Linked DNA regions of Mus musculus: all the other regions are linked to region 1. The links are chromatin contacts, called in public ChIA-PET, HiChIP or PLAC-seq and promoter capture Hi-C maps. All regions are on one chromosome and are shown on one strand. Each heading gives the region's core, a stretch centred on a gene start, on an enhancer-like site or on the middle of the called end of the contact. The rest is flanking DNA. Distances are from core to core; before and after follow the strand shown.

Region 1 (2,700 bases), core at 155-2,654:
TCTGGGTTCCCGCCAGTTCAGAGACAACGGTGCTTTTTCCAAAAACACTACTCTATGGCATTTACAGTGACTAGACACCTTTTACTGTGCATCGGAGAGCCACTGTGCTTGTAGCAGGTTTAAAGGTTTGGGACAGAGCCCCACCCCTCGTCATCACCTCTGCACTCAGAAGGCCCTGGAGGTTTGGGTTCTTTGGTTGGGCGTCATCTCTGTGTGTGCTGAGCTTCCCCTGCCTGAAAGAGTAAGAGTAAGCAGAGTTCTCCAGCCGTCTATGTACACACAGTGGGCCATGCTCACAGGAGCGGTACTTACCACGCTACTGCAGCCTCTAGCTGTCGGTCTCTGTAGAGGTTACCTTCTTCTTTTAGAGTGTTCAGACTACCTGCCCAGAAATGAAAGGCAAGGTTAAACCTAGGGGGTCATGTGATCAAGACTAAACTGATCACCTGTCAGGGAATATGGTGTGGCAGTTCCTCTCTACCTAGATGAGGTGTCCCTTTGTAGCCCTGAGTAGTTTCCAACAATACAGACAAATTGGTTTTGAACTCAGAGCTTCTACCTGCCTTGGCTGGGATTAAGGGCGTGCCCAACTACATGGCACTTGGATATACATTAGATGGGACAGGGAATATGGAATCCATCCTTCTCTCAAAAGCTGTGGTCCAGCCGGGCAGTGGTGGTTTACGCCTTTAATCCCAGCACTAGGGAGGCAGAGGCAGGCGGATTTCTGAGTTCGAGGCCAGCCTGGTCTACAAAGTGAGTTCCAGGACAGCCAGGGCTATACAGAGAAACCCTGTCTCGAAAACAAACAAACAAAAAAACAAAACAAGCTGTGGTCCGTCTGTAGGTGTGAGTGCAAGCAGCTTAACATTATACTGACAATTCCAGAGCCAGATCCTGAAGTAAACTTGCCTTTTCGACATCGTCGGGGGTTGTGCCCGATCCGGTATCTGAAGTGAACTGATGCTAGGGCCCTCGCACGCCACACGGGAAAACTTGGCTGAGCCCACCATCGCCTCACCTTTCAGATCCATTAGGATGAGTCGAGGCGTATAGGTTTCCTGGCCATGCAGTGTCCGGCCTGTTCTGTACAAGACGTCGGGGCACAGCTCGCCTGGCGACTCTTCGTCCTCGGCCATGCGTCCCAGCGCAGCATCCTGTAGGGGTCACAGGGCTGAGCGGAGGGGGAAGAGGGGCAGGGCCGGTACTGTCTGCGGGGAACGCCGGGCTGCCGCTAGGTGCCTGACCTGCTGGTTCCACCAGTGCGCCCCCACGAAACCCGCGAAATGTCCCAACTGCAGCGTGAGCACCTCGCGGGCCCCGCCCGCCATACCGCCGCTGCTCTTGGGCACTCCACTGCCGCCGCGGGCCCATCAGCCGGAGGGGGCGGCTCCCGCGCGAGCACGTGCTTTCCCGTTGGCCTCCCGATTCGTTGGTCTCCGAGGCCGCAGCTCACGCCCCGCCTCTTCCTCTTCTTGGAATGTAGGAAGCTGCCGCGATCGGCTGTTGTCTCTCCGTTCCTTCTGCGCCTCAGACTGTGGCGGGTCTGGCCAAGGTCATGGAAGGTTCTCTCACCTGCTTCTGTCTCTCTTCGCGCAGATGCCCCTCTCCTGTAGCTAATAATTCACGCGAGGGGATAAAAAAAATCTGAGGGGGAATTCGACTCCTCTGGATCCTCCCACTCACTTCCTTTTCCCATCTCTAATGTCCCAGCCCTGCTAAACCAGTGGGCTGGCCCCATGGTTCGGTTTCTGTTAGGTTCTGGGGAAGATTGTAGTCCCTTTCTCGCGTGTTCATGTAGTTTGATTGTACTTAAGTGCTCTTTTCATTTATTCTTTGACTTGGTTCGTTATTTTTATCTTTTTGAGATGGATTCTCAGTATGTAACCCCTGGCTGGCCTGAAATGACTGTGTAAAGCAGGCTGGCTTCAAACTCAAAAGAAATCAAGCCTCCACTTCCGGAGTGCTGGAATCAAAGGCCGTGCCACTGATAAGGTTGGGAACAGTCTTTTGTTTGCTTGTTTGTTTGTCTTGAGACAGGGTTTCTTTGTATAGCCCTGGCTGTCCTGGAACTCACTTTGTAGACCAGGCTGGCCTCAAACTCAGACATCTGTCTGCCTCTGCCTCCCAAGTGCTGGGATTAAAGACGTGTGCCACCATACCCGGCTGTGGGAACAGTCTTTTATGTTTTTATAAACGTTTGGCTATCCAATTTGTAGAGCGTTTCCAAGCCGCATGTGATGGCTGGAACCTGTAAGCCCTCCTAGGATGCGGAGAGAGATTATTCATCCTTGGCTCCGAAGCAAGTTGAAGGCTCACCTGACTGCATGAGACCATATCTAAGTTACAAAACAAACAAAACAAATTACTATTCCAAATGGCTTGCTCTGTTTCTTTTGGACCATCTAGTATTCACTTATGAATAAAATAAATGGGTCCAGGCAAAATCCTCGATGGGTTAAGGGGAGCTTGGGAGCTGCCAAGCCTGCAGACCAGAGTTCTAACCTGAGCACCCACAGGGTAGTACGGAACCAAATCCCTAGCTGTGTACATTATTCTGAACATAAGCACATTGCTAGTAAAATACTTAGAAAAATGCATCATATAGAACAGTATTTTAAAGAATGACTGCCTTTTAATTTTGAGATTTTTTTTTAGATTTATTTCTTTTTTTAAGATTTATTTATTATTATAAGTAAG
Region 2 (2,827 bases), core at 314-2,813, 550 kb after region 1:
CAAGAATGTGTGCCACCATTGCCTGGCTTAGGCAAATACATTCGGAAGTTTTGTGATTGGGACTAGAATTCCAGGGAAATTTGATTCCAGGGTGGGGCTGAAGGAAGGGGTGAGTTATGTCAGGCAGGTTCAGAATTCTGGGTGGAAGTTCTGATTTCTTTTGAGTGAGGGCTTAGTGAGCAGGAGGCCACAAGTGACTTCACCCTATATAGGCTTCGTTGGCCTGGTGAGAGCCAGCTTTCGGTGGGACCCAGAGAAATATTTATTGCACAGAGGTGGGACAATGTGCTGACTTACAAACTGTGAAATCACAGTGCTTAAAACAAACAGTCTGCTGTGAGTGGATACTTTAAAGTTTACAAAGTATTTTGTTGTACAGTTCTGCTTTCCTCTGTTTACCAAGCCTCTCACTTCCTTCTCTTTATTTTATTTTATTTTATTTTATTTTATTTTATGGCCCAGGCTGGCCTGGAATTTGTCTGCTTCCATTTCCAGTGCTGGCTGGCACTTGCCACTAAACCTAGTTTATTCAGTGCTGGCCCTCAAACCTAGGCTTAGGCAGAGGCTCTATCAACAGACAGACATCCTCAGTTCTGGCGATCCTCCCCGGTCCACTCTTTCTGTACCTGACCACTCCTGTTCTTTATTTTAAAATGATTTATGTGTTTTGCCCGTATGTCTGTGTACCTCGTGCATGCAGTTCCCACAGAGGCTAAGGGAGGGCTTTAGGTCCTCTGGAACTGCAGTTCCAGCTGGTTATGAGCGGCTAGGTGGGTGTTCAGCAAGGGCAGCCAGTGCTCTTAGCTGCGGAGTCATCTCTTCGCCGAAGCCTCTTTCGAATACGCAAAGAAATGATTTTCCTAAGAGTTTCTTTACGTTTCACTTTGGTTTTCACAAGACTTTGCAGTCTTATACACTGGAGGCAGTCATAGGCTGCAGGCTTTATTTTGATAAGCTTAGAAAAATGTAGGACAGCAATTTATATCTACAGATAACAGTAAGTAGGTGTCAGAACACTCTTAGTTTTGCCTCTCAACTTCTGGCTGGATGTTGGTCTCCGGAGGAAATTGGGTAATCTTGTTCAGAGTGGCGTCAAAACTCCTTAACCTAAGTTACTAATGTCACCAATGTTCTTTTTCGAGATTCTGAAAAGCTTTGGAGAGGAGTATGCGGCTAAAGAAAAGATCACTTAGTTCCAGCTGGAGGCTTCAGCAGTTACAAAACCTTTTCAACAGTGAAATAGCATACTGTTCATTAAACCCCTCCCTCGCTATGACGTCAAGAAACACACCCTATCATGTCATTGTCTGGTTACTTCTTTGGAAAGAGCTATTTTTAGTGCGGGGCAAACACATATTTGCTTTAGAGCATGAGTTATAACGTACAAATTAAAAGGCAGATTTGAAAATGCCTTCAACATTACTATTTTTCTTTATCTTTATGTTTGGCCGGTTGTGTAGAAGGGAACTTGAGGCTAGTCTTTCCAGCGTCACTCTCGGCTCACCTTGTCAGCCGAGAAGGCGGGGCCATGACGTCACATCTGGGCGGGCGTGGACTGTTCTAAGTGCGTGCTGCGCAGGGGGGGGAGGGCGGGGGGGGGCGGGAAAGGTACTTAGATACTAGGCTGCAAGGCTCTTTCCCTTCCAGTTTCTACGCCCATTCTCTGCGCGCTGGTTTCGATGTGGGCTGTGTAGTGTGGAGAAGGAGTGGGATCCCTCCTCCTTTTTGCTTCTACTGAGCGGGTCCACTTCGTGCTTGGCTGCATTTCAGGGGTCCGAAGTGTCAGCTTTAGGCCTGGTGAAGCTTGGTGGCACCATGGCCCCGCTCGGAGCCTCCCCGCGTCTGGTGCTGCTGTTTAGCGGGAAGAGAAAATCCGGGAAGGACTTCGTGACCGAGAGGCTGAAGAGCAGGTGTCCGCGGGTGCAGGGAAACCGAGGAAGGGCGCTACCGCAAGTGATGGAGGGCTTTATGGAGGGAGCTCGTGGAGGGCAAGGAGGGACAGGATGACAGGGCAGGGGAAGGCAGACCCTCACGGTCAGTAAAACAGCAGCCTGCACAAATCTCCCTCAAAGAACTAGGGGACTGCCACTGCAGATCTATGAAGATGTAGCTCTGCCTTCAAGAAACATGAATTACTACTATTACTATGCTGGCACCTTCAACGTGCCATTCCTGTTTGATGATTGTGGTCTGAGGTAACTGGCCTAGATAAGGAGACTAACAAGACTGTAAAGGTTTTTTTTCAAGACCACGTCCTGAGTGTGTCTGCTGCAAAGAGAATCTGCCCAGAACACCCTGCAATGGCAGGAATTTATGGAATATTCTATGCCAGGTGTTGTGCGTCTATATCATCTCATTTAACCTATTTAGCTTCTTTACCAAATAGTGGTATTAGCAATCCCATGTCACAGATGCAGAAGCAGGGGCCCTTAGGAGCTAAAACCTGGTGTGTGTGTGTGTGTCTCTGTGTGTGTGTGTCTGTGTGTGTGTGTGTCTGTGTGTGTGTCTCTGTGTGTGTGTGTCTCTGTGTGTGTGTGTGTGTGTGTGTGTGGTCCAGCAGCAGGGAGAGCTCATACATGTAGGAGTTCAAGGCCAGAGTGGACAACATGGTGAATTTTTAGTATTAAAATTTTTAAATTTGCTAGGGTTATAAAGTAGCAAACTCAGGATTTAAATTCAGCTTGGCCTGCCTGGAGACACCGTTCACTCACTCTGCCCTGCCTGGAAACACCATTCACTCATTCTGTCCTTCCTTTCTAGATATTTATTTTCAAAGATGTGTTTATGTGATGGGTGTGGGTTTGTGCCTTGGTGTGTGCGAGTGTTC
Region 3 (2,858 bases), core at 198-2,697, 520 kb after region 1:
TTTGTAGATCCTCAATGTGGGAACCTCCGCTTTTGGAGCAATTCTTGGGCTAGTCGGAAGCCAGATGGGGTTGGAGCCAAGGCCTCTGGCATCAGGGCCTGAGCTCTGGATTTAAACCTTCCAGTTCCCTTGCGTCCAGAGTTTTTATTTCAGACATTTATTTGGGGTGCCCAAGGAGGTGACAGGTGAAGATACTTTGGGCTGACCTGAGGATCTGAGTTCAATCTCTGAAACCCATGGGTGGAAGGAGAGAACTGACATGGCAGCTTGCCCTCTGCCCTGTGTCCCACGGCTGGTATGTATCCTCACACACAAGTAAGGTGGGGTTTTTGTTTGTTTGTTTGGTTGGTTGGTTTTAAATATGAGTTTTCAGGCTGGATGGCTCACCAGTTAAGAACTCCTGTTTTTTTCCAGAGGACTCAGGTTCAAGTCCCAGCACCCACGTGGCAGCTCACAACCATCTGTAACTCTAGAATGCTACAGCCATGCTGGCAAAACACCCATCCACATAAAAATTTGAAATTTCTTAAATGCTTCCCCTTCCATTTTACAGATGACAGACAGCGCTCCACTGCTGGGTCACATCCAGCCCTGACTTTAATTTGTGGATGCTTTTCTGCCTCGGTTCTTCCATTGTTTTTGTTTGAGTTTTTTTTTTTTTTTTTTTTTTTGCTTTTGTTTTAGTTTGGTTTTGGTTTGGGATTTGTTTAGTAGCCCAGGCTGGACTTCAACATCCACTTCTTCAGTCTTTCCAGTGGTGGGATTATAGCACCTCCCTCCATTAATTTTTTAAAAATTTATTATCTTGTGTCTGTATGATCTCTTGAGGTGCAAACATGTGCACACGTGGAGGTTTTACCCAGCTAAGACATCCCACAGGGTGTGCGTGTGCATGTGTAGCAGGATCTCACTATGTAGCCCTCACTGGCCTGGAACTCACTATATATAGATTTGGCTGATATCAAACTCAAGAGATCCACCTGCACACCTGCCTCTGTCTCCCAGGAGCTGGCACCACCATGCTTGGCCGTCTTCCATATCCAAAGTAGTGGCATCCTTAGTCTGCATTGGGGCGGATAAGAGTGGTGAGAGGGCTATTTCTAAACCCACAACTTGCACTGGACCCCATCCCCCATCCTACAGCTGTCTCTGTCTATCCTGGGACCAACATGGCACCTGGTCCTTGCCCCCTCATCAGACAGCACCTTTCAGTTTTAGGTCTTCCTACTAGACACTAGACACTGAGAAAAGAGGGGAGGTCTCCCAAATTTACTTTGCTGGAGACCAAATTGCCCACCAAAAAAGATAAACCAAGGGAGAGAGGTACTGCGTAGACCTTCTCTCCCCTGCCTGGGCGTTCAAGTCCAGCTTTTCATTGGTCAAAAGTTCCCCCTCACCCCCCCCCCCCGCGGGGAAGTCGACTTTTCACTGGTCAAACACTAGCCACGTGACTCCCCTCTTGTCTTCCTGGGCTGGGAGGTTGCAACAAGTTAAGCTGAAGACTGAAGCGAGGAGCTGGGTCAGGTAAAGGAGTCCTTGCCGGGAAGGGGCGTTACAGACTCCCACTTTATCCCCAGATAACAAAAGAGGGCAAAGCTGTATAAAAGGAGTGGGCAGCCCCGGCGTCCACATACTGCCCAACACAGGACCGAAGGGCGGGGAAGGAGGGAGACAGATGATTCCGAAGCAGGAACTCAGGCAAGTTTTTGTGGTCCCAGGTCCTTCCCTTTAAAGGTCAGACAGAGAAGGAAGTTAGAGACAATCAAGGGCATATCAAACCAGACTTCCCAGTTTTGTGCAGACTGGGAACACTCTCTTTTTTAGAAACAGCAGAAGTTTTTGTGAAATCCTGCCTGAGTGAAAAGGGGAGAGAGAGTAGTGGGTGGGTTTTCTTCTTAGAGGTCAAAGACTGCCCTAAAATCACAGCTGGGAAGGGTGGCAGCTAAGTGGGCTCTGGATTGCTTAGACAGGCTTCCTAATAAGGTATTAATGTGCCGATGTGCCGGCCTGGGAAAGCGGGGATGCTTTTTGGTATCAAGGGTTGGGACCCCGAGTGCAGGGGTTCTAGGAAGACTTCTGCTTCAGTTTTAGGTTTGTCTTGTTGACCTAAATACCATACCATTGCCGATTTCCATGGAGACGATGGGTCTGACATCACCCTGGTTGCCATGGTGCTGAGTTCTGGAGGACCTGAGCAGGCTGTAAACAGCCAGGGATAAACAGGGACCTCTGCTCTAGCTGCTGTGGCCACTTCCTTCCTGCTGCCACCTGTTAACAGTCACACACAGCAACTGGGGATGGCAGGACAGTGGAGGGACTGAGAGCCAAAAGCTGAAGGAAGATGGCTGTGTGGGTGTCACTAGAAGAAGGGGGTGGGGAGTTCGGGGTTTTTTGGGGACTTGGTATAGGGAAGTCATTGCAATTGTTTTGTCCCTGTGTGGGATGGGTATCAGTGTCTAGGAGACATGAGCATTGTGGAAGACACCACTAGATGTCCTTTACCTATCTTGGGCCTGAATCTTGCCCAACAGGAGCCACAGGATTTTTTTTTTTTTTAATGATTTATTTATTTAATGTAAGTACACTGTAGCTGTCTTCAGACACACCAGAAGAGGGAGTCAGATCTCGTTAGGGATGGTTGTGAGCCACCATGTGGTTGGTGGGATTTGAACTCAGGACCTTCGGAAGAGTAGTCTGGTGCTCTTACCTGCTGAGCCATTTCACCAGCCCCAGAGCCACAGGGTTTTTTAAGGCAATCATGCAGGACTTAAACCCAGTGGGAGTAGTTGGGGAGCATTTGGCTGGTACAGTCAAATTTCACATTCTGCCTTTTCTGCCAGTGGGTCAGCTAGCTGTCT
Region 4 (2,700 bases), core at 77-2,576, 860 kb after region 1:
GTTAAGGGTTAGAAATATTTGCTTAGTATTCCTGGCTTGGGGAATGCTTGATAAATTAGACTTTTTACAATTACTCTTTTTGTGTGTGATGATGGGGGAGGGTGTCAAATTTGGAGCTTCTACTAGCTAAGCAAGCATTCTACCACACCCTCAGCCCTTATTTATTAGTTATTTGGCCGAGAAAGGAGTTTACTAAGTTATCCAGGTAGGCCTTGGCCTTCTGACTCTCCTAGATAGTTGCGACTACAACCCTGTTCTGCTAGGACTGGCTTACCCTAGTATTTTATGCTTCCAGCTTGTGGACATAGGCACAAAGATGGTATGCAGCTAAATGTTCAGGCTGCTCTGGTCATTAGAAAAACCAGCCCCACCCACACACCCACACTCATCCCCCCAGGCTCAAAGAACACGAATTTCTTAAAACATACGGAGTTAAACTTGGCCTAGTAAAGCTTTCTGCTAACATCACTGAGTGAATCAGTAGCCCAGCACCAAGGTACAGTCAGCTTCCAAAAAACATAGAGGTGGTGACGGTAGACGGGCCAACGGCTCACATGATGAATTGGTCCCAAACCCATCAGGCCTTACAACATCCTGGCACCTGCCAGTTTGCAGCTCTGGGTTTCAGGACCCTCCGTTGTCCTTTGTGATAGTGCCACCTAGTGGGAACGACGAGGTACTGCCGCAAACTTCAAGCCCCGTTCAGGATCAGTGCGACGAGGTGGGAAGAAGAATAGCAGGTAGGCGTGGGTGTCGTCTATGCAACCCCTAGCTTAGTACTCTGCACTCACACATAACGAAGCCCTGTGATTCTGTGGAGGAAGCCGCACCATCTGTCCCCTCAGACGTAGCTGACCAGCGACCATACTCGATACTTCAGTATCCCTGCACAGAGCCTTTGGGAACAGGCTAAAGAGGCCTCCCCGTCTTGTACAGTGCCATTGTTGTGATGGAGAAACTGAGGCTCCCCAGGAGCGTAGATAACCCAAGGTCACACACCATAGAGGAACCGCAGGGAGATCCAAGTCCGTTTCTCCGACCGTAGCGAAAGGCGCCTTCCCGCCGCAGACGCGGAGGCCGGTGACCCGGCCCGACGACCCCCATGGGAATACAGGACAGACACGGCCATGCGCCGCACGCGGGGGCCGCGGGACGCAAGCAGGAAGCCAGAGTCCCGCGCGGGGAGCCCCTGGGAACACAGGCACCGGCCACGTGACAAGAGACGCCGGCCATGTGACAGGGAAGCGCTGGCAAAGGCCCCCCGGTGCACGGTCACGCACGACGCACGTACACGCACGGAAGCGCTTCGAGCAGCGAGGCGAGGGCCTAGGGTCACATGTGGAGGGTGACAGGCGCGGGCCGGGGGGCGGGAAAGACGCGCGGATCACGTGCCGGGGGCCGGAGCTCAGAGGTCACGTGAGGCCGGAGGCGGGGCCGCCGCGGAGGGGGAGGGGCGCGCGGCTTCCGGCGGCCGTGGGGGGGGTGGGCCGGCGAGCGGAGGGGGCCTGTCCCGGAGGTGGCGGCGGCGCCATCTTGGCGAAGGGGGGATCAGGAAGTGCGGACCGCGGCGGCGGCGGAGCCCGGAGCGGAGGCCGGAGGCTCCCGGCCCGCCGGCCCCGGAGCGGAGCGGAGCGGAGGATGCAGCAGCCGCAGCCGCAGGGGCAGCAGCAGCCGGGGCCGGGGCAGCAACTGGGGGTCCAGGGGGCGGCGCCGGGGGCCGGGGGCGGCCCGGGAGGGGGCCCGGGGCCAGGGCCCTGCCTGAGGCGGGAGCTGAAGCTGCTCGAGTCCATCTTCCACCGCGGCCACGAGCGCTTCCGCATTGCCAGCGCCTGCCTGGACGAGCTGAGCTGCGAGTTCCTGCTGGCCGGAGCCGGAGGGGCCGGGGCCGGGGCTGCGCCCGGACCCCATCTCCCCTCCCGGGGATCGGTGCCGGGGGACCCCGTCCGCATCCACTGCAACATCACGGTGAGGACCTCGCTTGCGCCACGCTGGGGGTCCCTTGTCTGGTGATCGAAATCACACCATACAACCTCCTGCTCTCGAAGGACCCGGAGGCCAGAGCCCCCCTCTTGGTGCTTGGCTCCTTCTCTCCAGGCTACACTTGTTTCTTCAGCTTGAGGTTCTGTGGTGCAGTCACAGTCTCTACTGTTGACCCCTGAGAGCAAGGGACATCGGGACATGTGGCCCCTCAACCACCTCCTCCTATGAATCCACCCACACCTCAGGTTTTATGATTTTGGCTCCTTCTGCTTACTCCTCCACAACTTTACCATGTCACCTAGAAATGACCCATTCTTCTCCCCACCCCAACTCTAATAAGATTCCAGGCCTGTGCTGGAAGGACGTAGCCTGGAACTCAGCCCGGTTCCATAATGACCCTTCTCAGTAGTTCTTTCCACTTATATGTACCCACCTGTAGGCTCCCTGCCTAGGCATCCCTCGTACAACCCCTCTTTGCTCCCTGAATTTCACTAAAGAATAGTGCCGTTCATTGACCCCACGTTGGATCTCCTCTTACTAACTCTGGTGTAACTAACCTTTAATTCCTCTTTTTGCCTTGGCTCGTAGCAGCTTTGCCACTTCCTCCCCACTCCTGGGGTCACATCTGCTTATCCTAGGTGACTGTCACCTTTTCTGGTGGTGACAGCAATGTGTGTTTTGAGCGGCAGCAGTGCCATCGCTCCCCAGTAGGCATCGTTC
Region 5 (2,700 bases), core at 134-2,633, 590 kb before region 1:
CAGATTTAAGTTGGAGATGGAGAAAATGCTCAGTAATGAAGAGCACTGACTTCTTCCAGAGGACCCAAGGTTTGATTCCCATCATCTCCATGGTAGCTCACAGCCATCTGTAACTCCAGCCTCAGAGGATCTGACATCCTCTTCTGGTCTCTGAGGACACCAGACACAGACAGACATACAGGCAAAATACTTTACATGTTAAGATTTTAGGAAAAACAGGCTGGTTGTGGTGCTCATGCCTTTAATTCCAGCAGAGGAGGTAGAGGCAGGCAGGTGGATCTTTAATAGTTCAAGGCCGGCCTGGTATGTATAAAGAGTTCCTGGACAGCCAGTCCCTGCCTACTTGGTAATCTAATAAATGAAATGCATTTACCTGCTGAACATCTCATGCCCCAGACCTTGAATTTCTGGTCTTCCTCTTCTCACCTCTTGGCTGGAATTAGGGTGTCTTGGTCCCCTTGTAGAAACAAGCCTCCATTCCTGTTTGGTTCTGTTTTCTGAGACTACCATACCTAAGGATTCTTTTATTATTCTTTTACTTTTTTTGTTTGTGTTTTTGTCTTTGTTTTTTCAAGACAGGGTTTCTCTGTGTAACCCTGGTGTCCTAGCACTCACTTTTCTCAAACTCAGAAATCCGCCTGCCTCTGCCTCCCAAGTGCTGTGATCAAAGGTGTGCGCCACCACCGCCCGGCATTCTTTTACATTTTACTGCACTTGTTTTATGTGAGCAATGCACAGAATGCATGTGTAAATCAGGTTACAGCTTCTGGCAATTATTTTTCTCCTTCTACCGCGTTGGTCCTGAATATATATCCAACTCATGTTCAGTTTAGAGCAAATGCTGAGGCATCTTGCTGACCCCCAAGGGTTCTTTTATATCCAATTCCTCTCTATATCTTTCCTTTTTTGTTTTGAAGATTTTTTTTTATTATTATATCTAAGTACACTGTAGCTGTCTTTAGCTGCACCAGAAGAGGACGTCAGGTCTCATTACGGATGGTTGTGAGCCACCATGTGGTTGGTGGGATTTGAACTCAGGACCTTCGGAAAAGCAGTCAGTGCTCTTAACCACTGAGCCATCTCTCCAGCCCTCTCTATATCTTTCTAGCACAGAGCAGTAACATACAAATTACTCTGTTAAATTGTGTGGAAATTTTAATCTGGGTTTATTCACCAGAGGTGATGTAGGTGGGGCCGGTAGGGTGTCTGCAGTAAGGTAGGAGTATGTTTGCACAGCTAGTCTAGGATGCCTAGGCCAACCTGTTGATGATAAAATACCTGTTCACCTTGAGCTTTCGGGAGGCTATTCCAACTTAAACAGATCTGGGTTAATAGAAGCGGCCCCTTTAAGAACTTTGTTGGCCCGCCCTCAAAAGGGATCAGCAGGAAAGGAGTCATGTGACTCTGAGGCTCTTCCGCTGAGTTTAACTAGCTGTGGCTGTATGTTTCGCTGTTGGGGACCTCACTGGGGCTGGGTCCCCTGTGCCCCTACCCCATGGCTCCTTTTGAGTCTACTTGTGTGTTCAGCTCCATTTGGCCTGCAGGGAGAAGAGACTCGCCAGGTAAGGGCTCTGGAACTGAAGTTATAGATGTTTCCGGAAATCCTACCTTTCTAGGATGACCGGAATCTGGGACAACAGAGGGGTGGAAGGTGGATGCAAGAGAGATAACAACCCAGAGAGCTCAGTGTGGAGTCACGAGTGATTGGAAGAATTGTGGAGGGGTCAGGCATGACTGCGTCCTGCTTTCTGACGATGTCTGAGCCATGGCTCAGCCATTGTAGCCCAGGAACAGGCAAGTTTGGGGACTTAAAAGCCTTGTTAGCTCTGAGCCCTCTGAGTAATCCTGGATCCACCCTATGTTCTCAACCCTACATCTGCCCCTGATTCCAAGTTCCCCTCAGTTTCTACATTTCCCTCTTGCCTGGTCCTCAAGAGCCCTTGCATTGCCCAGGTCCTGTCCTCCACCTACAAGCTGCAGCTTTGCCTGTGAGCATACCTGATCTTGCTCCTTCCGCCCCACTACCCCGTGTTCCAGGTATCTATGGAGGTTATTTCCGGCTGGCCAAATCCACAGAACCTGCTTCATATTCGGGCAGTGGGCAGCAACTCCACCCTGCACTATGTGTGGAGCAGCCTGGGGCCTCCAGCTGTGGTGCTGGTGGCCACTAACACCACTCAGAGTGTCCTGAGTGTCAACTGGAGTCTCCTGCTGTCTCCCGATCCTGCTGGGGCCCTGATGGTGCTCCCCAAGAGCAGCATACAGTTTTCTTCTGCTCTCGTCTTCACCAGGGTGAGGGTCTGAAGGAGCCCAGAGAGAAGATCACAAGAAGAGAGTCCATCCTACCCCCAGGGCGAGGGACGGGTTTAGCCCAGGGTGGGTGAAGTGAATGCAGTTTTGGGTGGGGTGACTGGGAGGGATATTCAAGAGAAAGCCAGAGGGAGGCAAGCCTCTTCCACTCTACCCTGTCCCCAGCTGCTTGAGTTTGACAGCACCAATGCGTCCGAGGGGGCACAGCCTCCAGGAAAGCCATACCCTCCGTACTCCTTGGCCAAGTTCTCCTGGAACAATATCACCAACTCATTGGATCTTGCCAACCTGAGTGCCGATTTTCAAGGCCGCCCTGTAGATGATCCTACTGGAGCATTCGCCAATGGCAGCCTGACCTTCAAGGTGAGGCTATGGGGAAGGAACTGGAAA
Region 6 (2,700 bases), core at 62-2,561, 770 kb before region 1:
AGGGGCAAAGTGGAAGGGTTGAAAAGGGAGGCCGAGGGACTAGAAGCCTACGTGCTTCCTGTTTAAGGAGGTACATATATGCCTCCAAGCTCTTTGCAGAATAGTCCTATTGAACTGGCCCACTATGAGCCTTTTCTGAACTCACGCAGGCCCTAAAAGGGCTCATTTTCAGCTGAGCAGCCCGTGTGGGTCATACAGTGCAACACGAGGCACTGTACTAGTCTACTGGGAACTAAACTCACACCAAATTCACAAGTTATGTACCTGGCCTTACCACCTTCAGCTTACCCAAGAGGATGGAGAGTTAAGAGATGTGCTTTGCTCTTTTCAGAAATAGTGGAAAATTTTGAACCAAAACAGTCTGACTCCGAGATTATAAATTTTCTAACCCACCACTTGTCGCCTCTTCTCATCTCTCCCACAAGAAGCCAGAACAGGGACTTTGTTCAGTAAAGCAGACCCTAGCTTGTTGAAGAACCTCTTGCTTCTGTTTTGCTAAGGCTTTGAAGTCCACGCCAGACTCTGTCATTTCCTCAAGCTCCAGGTAGAGCCAGCCGAGGACTTGTTAGTGACAGGATGCGGACAGGAAGTCTGACGGGTTAAAGGTCCAGAAGCAATGGAGCGCACAATCTTGTTGTGAAGCACTTAAAAATTCACCACGCCCAGAGGCCGTCGGGGATTTTAAAAGATTTTTTTTTTTGAGAGAGTTATATTTCTTCAAGACAAGGCTTCTGGATGTTTCCTGTGAGGCAAGGGAGGTAGTGGTTGGGGTCCCGCCCCTTTAAATTGCCCCCTCCGTAGTTAAGTGCGCTGGGGCCCGCAGGCACTAAAAGATTAGATCACCCGAGAATTATGCACTGTAGCTTTAAATGTCTGGGCGTCAACCGAGCCGGGTCAGGGGAAAGGAGGGGACCTGTCACAGGTAGAGGGAGCAGCGGAGCTCCCCAGGTAACCACGAGATAAGAGAGCGCGATCTGGCTTCGGAGCTTTGTCACACAGTAAGTGTAGGAGCTGGGGCCTACCAACACTCTTATCTCCCCAGAACTTATTTACTTAGATCCCTGCCAACTCTGGAGCTGGGGTGCTGAGGTACCCGCAGCCTCGCTCTGTCCCGCAGGCGGAGGGATCTGGGCTCCACGCGCCGTGGTCGCGCGCCCCAAAGGGGTGGGGCGCAGGCCGCGGGCAGGGGGCGGGGTTGCGTCCCAGGCCTCCCTGCCAGGCCCCGCCCCCAGCCCTGCGGGGCCCTCCCATTGGCCCCCTGCTTGTCCATCACTCTCGTCTTTTCCCCCCCTCCCATCTCGCAAGCTAGGCTGCGCGGTGCCTACGTCGGCCTCGAGTCTGGGGCTGGAGGAGTTGCCTTTGGAGCCCGAAAGGAGGAAGGAAGCAAAATATCAACAACCGTCGAGGCGGCTTGGGCGCTCGGCTGCGTGCCTGCCGCCCGCCGCCGCCGCCCCCGCGCGCACCAGGGGGTCCCGGCCCTGTGGCGCCGCCCAGGCCGCGTGGACGCGGCGCCTTCGCTGTTTCCCGTCGGAGCTGCGGCTTCGCGTAACCGAGGATTCGGCGGACCGGGCCGAGGCTCCGGGCGCCGTGACACCCCGTCCCCCCCACGGGCTGGTGAGTCACGACGCGCGTCGGCCCCTTTAAGAACCCCTCCCCCACGCCGCGCGGCCGGGCTCAGGGTGGTCTGGAGCGCGAGGGGTGTACGGGCGCCCTGGCACGAGCGTCCCGGTCCGGGCGGGGCGACGGAGGCAGTGTTGGTGCTGGGGTGTCTGCTGTGACAGCCGCGCCTGGTACCCGAGCCCCCGTCGCCTCGCGCCTTGGCGGGCGCAACGCACGTGGCTCCGGCCGCGATTTCGCGCCCGTGGGGGCCCCCTTGGTCGGGCGTGTCAGCAACGCCGGCTGGAGAACCCCTGGACAGTAGTTTGCAGCTGTTAACACCTGGCAGGACCTCTCCAGGCCTTTCTCTTGGACGGTGCGGTGCGGGCCGAGTCAGTGCGAGTGGGGTTCGAGTGGTGAGGCTGGCCCAAGGGACTACTGTGCTCCCGGCCTCCCACCTCAGAGATGGGGCAGGGAGGCCTCCCAGAGATTCCATCGAGCCCTCGGGGTTCCCAGTGGCCCTGGACTACCCAGCTTGTCCTGAGTGCCAGTTCTGCCTACGACTGACCGGCACATTGGGGCCAGGCTAGGGGAGTACAGTGGGTGGATCCCGTTCCCTCCTGCCCTACCCGTGTGAGTTTCCTCCGAGGCCTGTTTGGCTGTGTGAGTGGTGGATCTTACCCCTCCCCCTAGCCCTCAGTGGGTCTGAGCTGCCTGACTGTGGGAAGTTTGCCGTCTGGGACGGTGACCTTGGGCTGCTCTGGCCGGATCTCGGAGAGGAGCCTACTGAGTGCGCTTGGCCTTGGGAGCTGTCCACCTTCTGTTCGTCTCCCTGTATCCGCGGTAGGTATCCGCCGAGGGGAGCATTGGCGAGTTACCTGACAGTGTTCTCAGACACCCAGCTTCTGGCCTCTGGCCACCGAGCCCCAGTGCTCAGCCTGGCTGTCCCAACTCCCATGGCCTTGCCTGTGAATGAATTTCCTTCCTGCGTCTTCCAGGATGGGGGTGGGGTGGGATGATTGTGGGAGTGGCTGAGAACCTTGTTATGTAGGGTGGTTGGGGAATTCTGGAGCTTCTGTAGAGCACTTTTCCCATATACCCCAG

Evidence for each region. Promoter capture Hi-C pulls out the DNA fragments that hold promoters and counts their contacts. ChIA-PET counts read pairs in DNA pulled down with a chosen protein or histone mark. HiChIP or PLAC-seq counts read pairs in DNA pulled down with a chosen protein or histone mark.
Region 2: a contact with region 1 is called in a promoter capture Hi-C map of erythroid cells, with 4 times the contacts expected there. The contact joins the promoter of Pmvk here to the promoter of Msto1 in region 1. A contact is called at or near these places in 1 of 39 promoter capture datasets (erythroid cells) and 1 of 115 datasets of contacts at active chromatin or transcription factors (pancreatic cancer cells).
Region 3: a contact with region 1 is called in an RNA polymerase II ChIA-PET map of memory CD8 T cells, with 5 read pairs. The contact joins the promoter of Pbxip1 here to the promoter of Msto1 in region 1. A contact is called at or near these places in 2 of 115 datasets of contacts at active chromatin or transcription factors (memory CD8 T cells and pancreatic cancer cells).
Region 4: a contact with region 1 is called in an H3K4me3 HiChIP or PLAC-seq map of bone marrow-derived macrophages, with 8 times the contacts expected there. The contact joins the promoter of 4632404H12Rik here to the promoter of Msto1 in region 1. A contact is called at or near these places in 2 of 115 datasets of contacts at active chromatin or transcription factors (T-cell acute lymphoblastic leukemia and bone marrow-derived macrophages) and 1 of 9 other capture datasets (liver).
Region 5: a contact with region 1 is called in an H3K4me3 HiChIP or PLAC-seq map of bone marrow-derived macrophages, with 4 times the contacts expected there. The contact joins the promoter of Glmp here to the promoter of Msto1 in region 1. A contact is called at or near these places in 8 of 39 promoter capture datasets (the 3T3-L1 cell line, embryonic stem cells, hematopoietic stem and progenitor cells and 4 more), 2 of 115 datasets of contacts at active chromatin or transcription factors (bone marrow-derived macrophages and memory CD8 T cells) and 3 of 9 other capture datasets (adipose tissue, embryonic stem cells and liver).
Region 6: a contact with region 1 is called in an RNA polymerase II ChIA-PET map of memory CD8 T cells, with 21 read pairs. The contact joins the promoter of Mef2d here to the promoter of Msto1 in region 1. A contact is called at or near these places in 2 of 39 promoter capture datasets (liver and pre-B cells) and 2 of 115 datasets of contacts at active chromatin or transcription factors (memory CD8 T cells and pancreatic cancer cells).

What each region holds. Positions count from the first base shown.
Region 1 is chr3:88,912,546-88,915,245 of GRCm38.p6, forward strand. It overlaps Msto1 (misato 1, mitochondrial distribution and morphology regulator), which reads right to left and starts at 1,405. Exons shown (of 14, transcript NM_144898.2): 1 at 1,248-1,405; 2 at 1,022-1,157; 3 at 313-382; 4 at 158-233. The coding sequence starts at 1,331.
Region 2 is chr3:89,457,555-89,460,381 of GRCm38.p6, forward strand. It overlaps Pmvk (phosphomevalonate kinase), which reads left to right and starts at 1,564. Exons shown (of 5, transcript NM_026784.3): 1 at 1,564-1,910. The coding sequence starts at 1,816.
Region 3 is chr3:89,435,257-89,438,114 of GRCm38.p6, forward strand. Pbxip1 (pre B cell leukemia transcription factor interacting protein 1) reads left to right here and starts at 1,448. Exons shown (of 11, transcript NM_146131.2): 1 at 1,448-1,524.
Region 4 is chr3:89,772,074-89,774,773 of GRCm38.p6, forward strand. It overlaps 4632404H12Rik (RIKEN cDNA 4632404H12 gene), which reads right to left and starts at 1,327. Exons shown (of 2, transcript NR_130957.1): 1 at 429-1,327. It overlaps Ube2q1 (ubiquitin-conjugating enzyme E2Q family member 1), which reads left to right and starts at 1,536. Exons shown (of 13, transcript NM_027315.4): 1 at 1,536-1,965. The coding sequence starts at 1,639.
Region 5 is chr3:88,323,640-88,326,339 of GRCm38.p6, forward strand. It overlaps Glmp (glycosylated lysosomal membrane protein), which reads left to right and starts at 1,384. Exons shown (of 6, transcript NM_020003.1): 1 at 1,384-1,562; 2 at 2,038-2,292; 3 at 2,476-2,673. The coding sequence starts at 1,443.
Region 6 is chr3:88,141,061-88,143,760 of GRCm38.p6, forward strand. It overlaps Mef2d (myocyte enhancer factor 2D), which reads left to right and starts at 1,312. Exons shown (of 12, transcript NM_001310587.1): 1 at 1,312-1,614.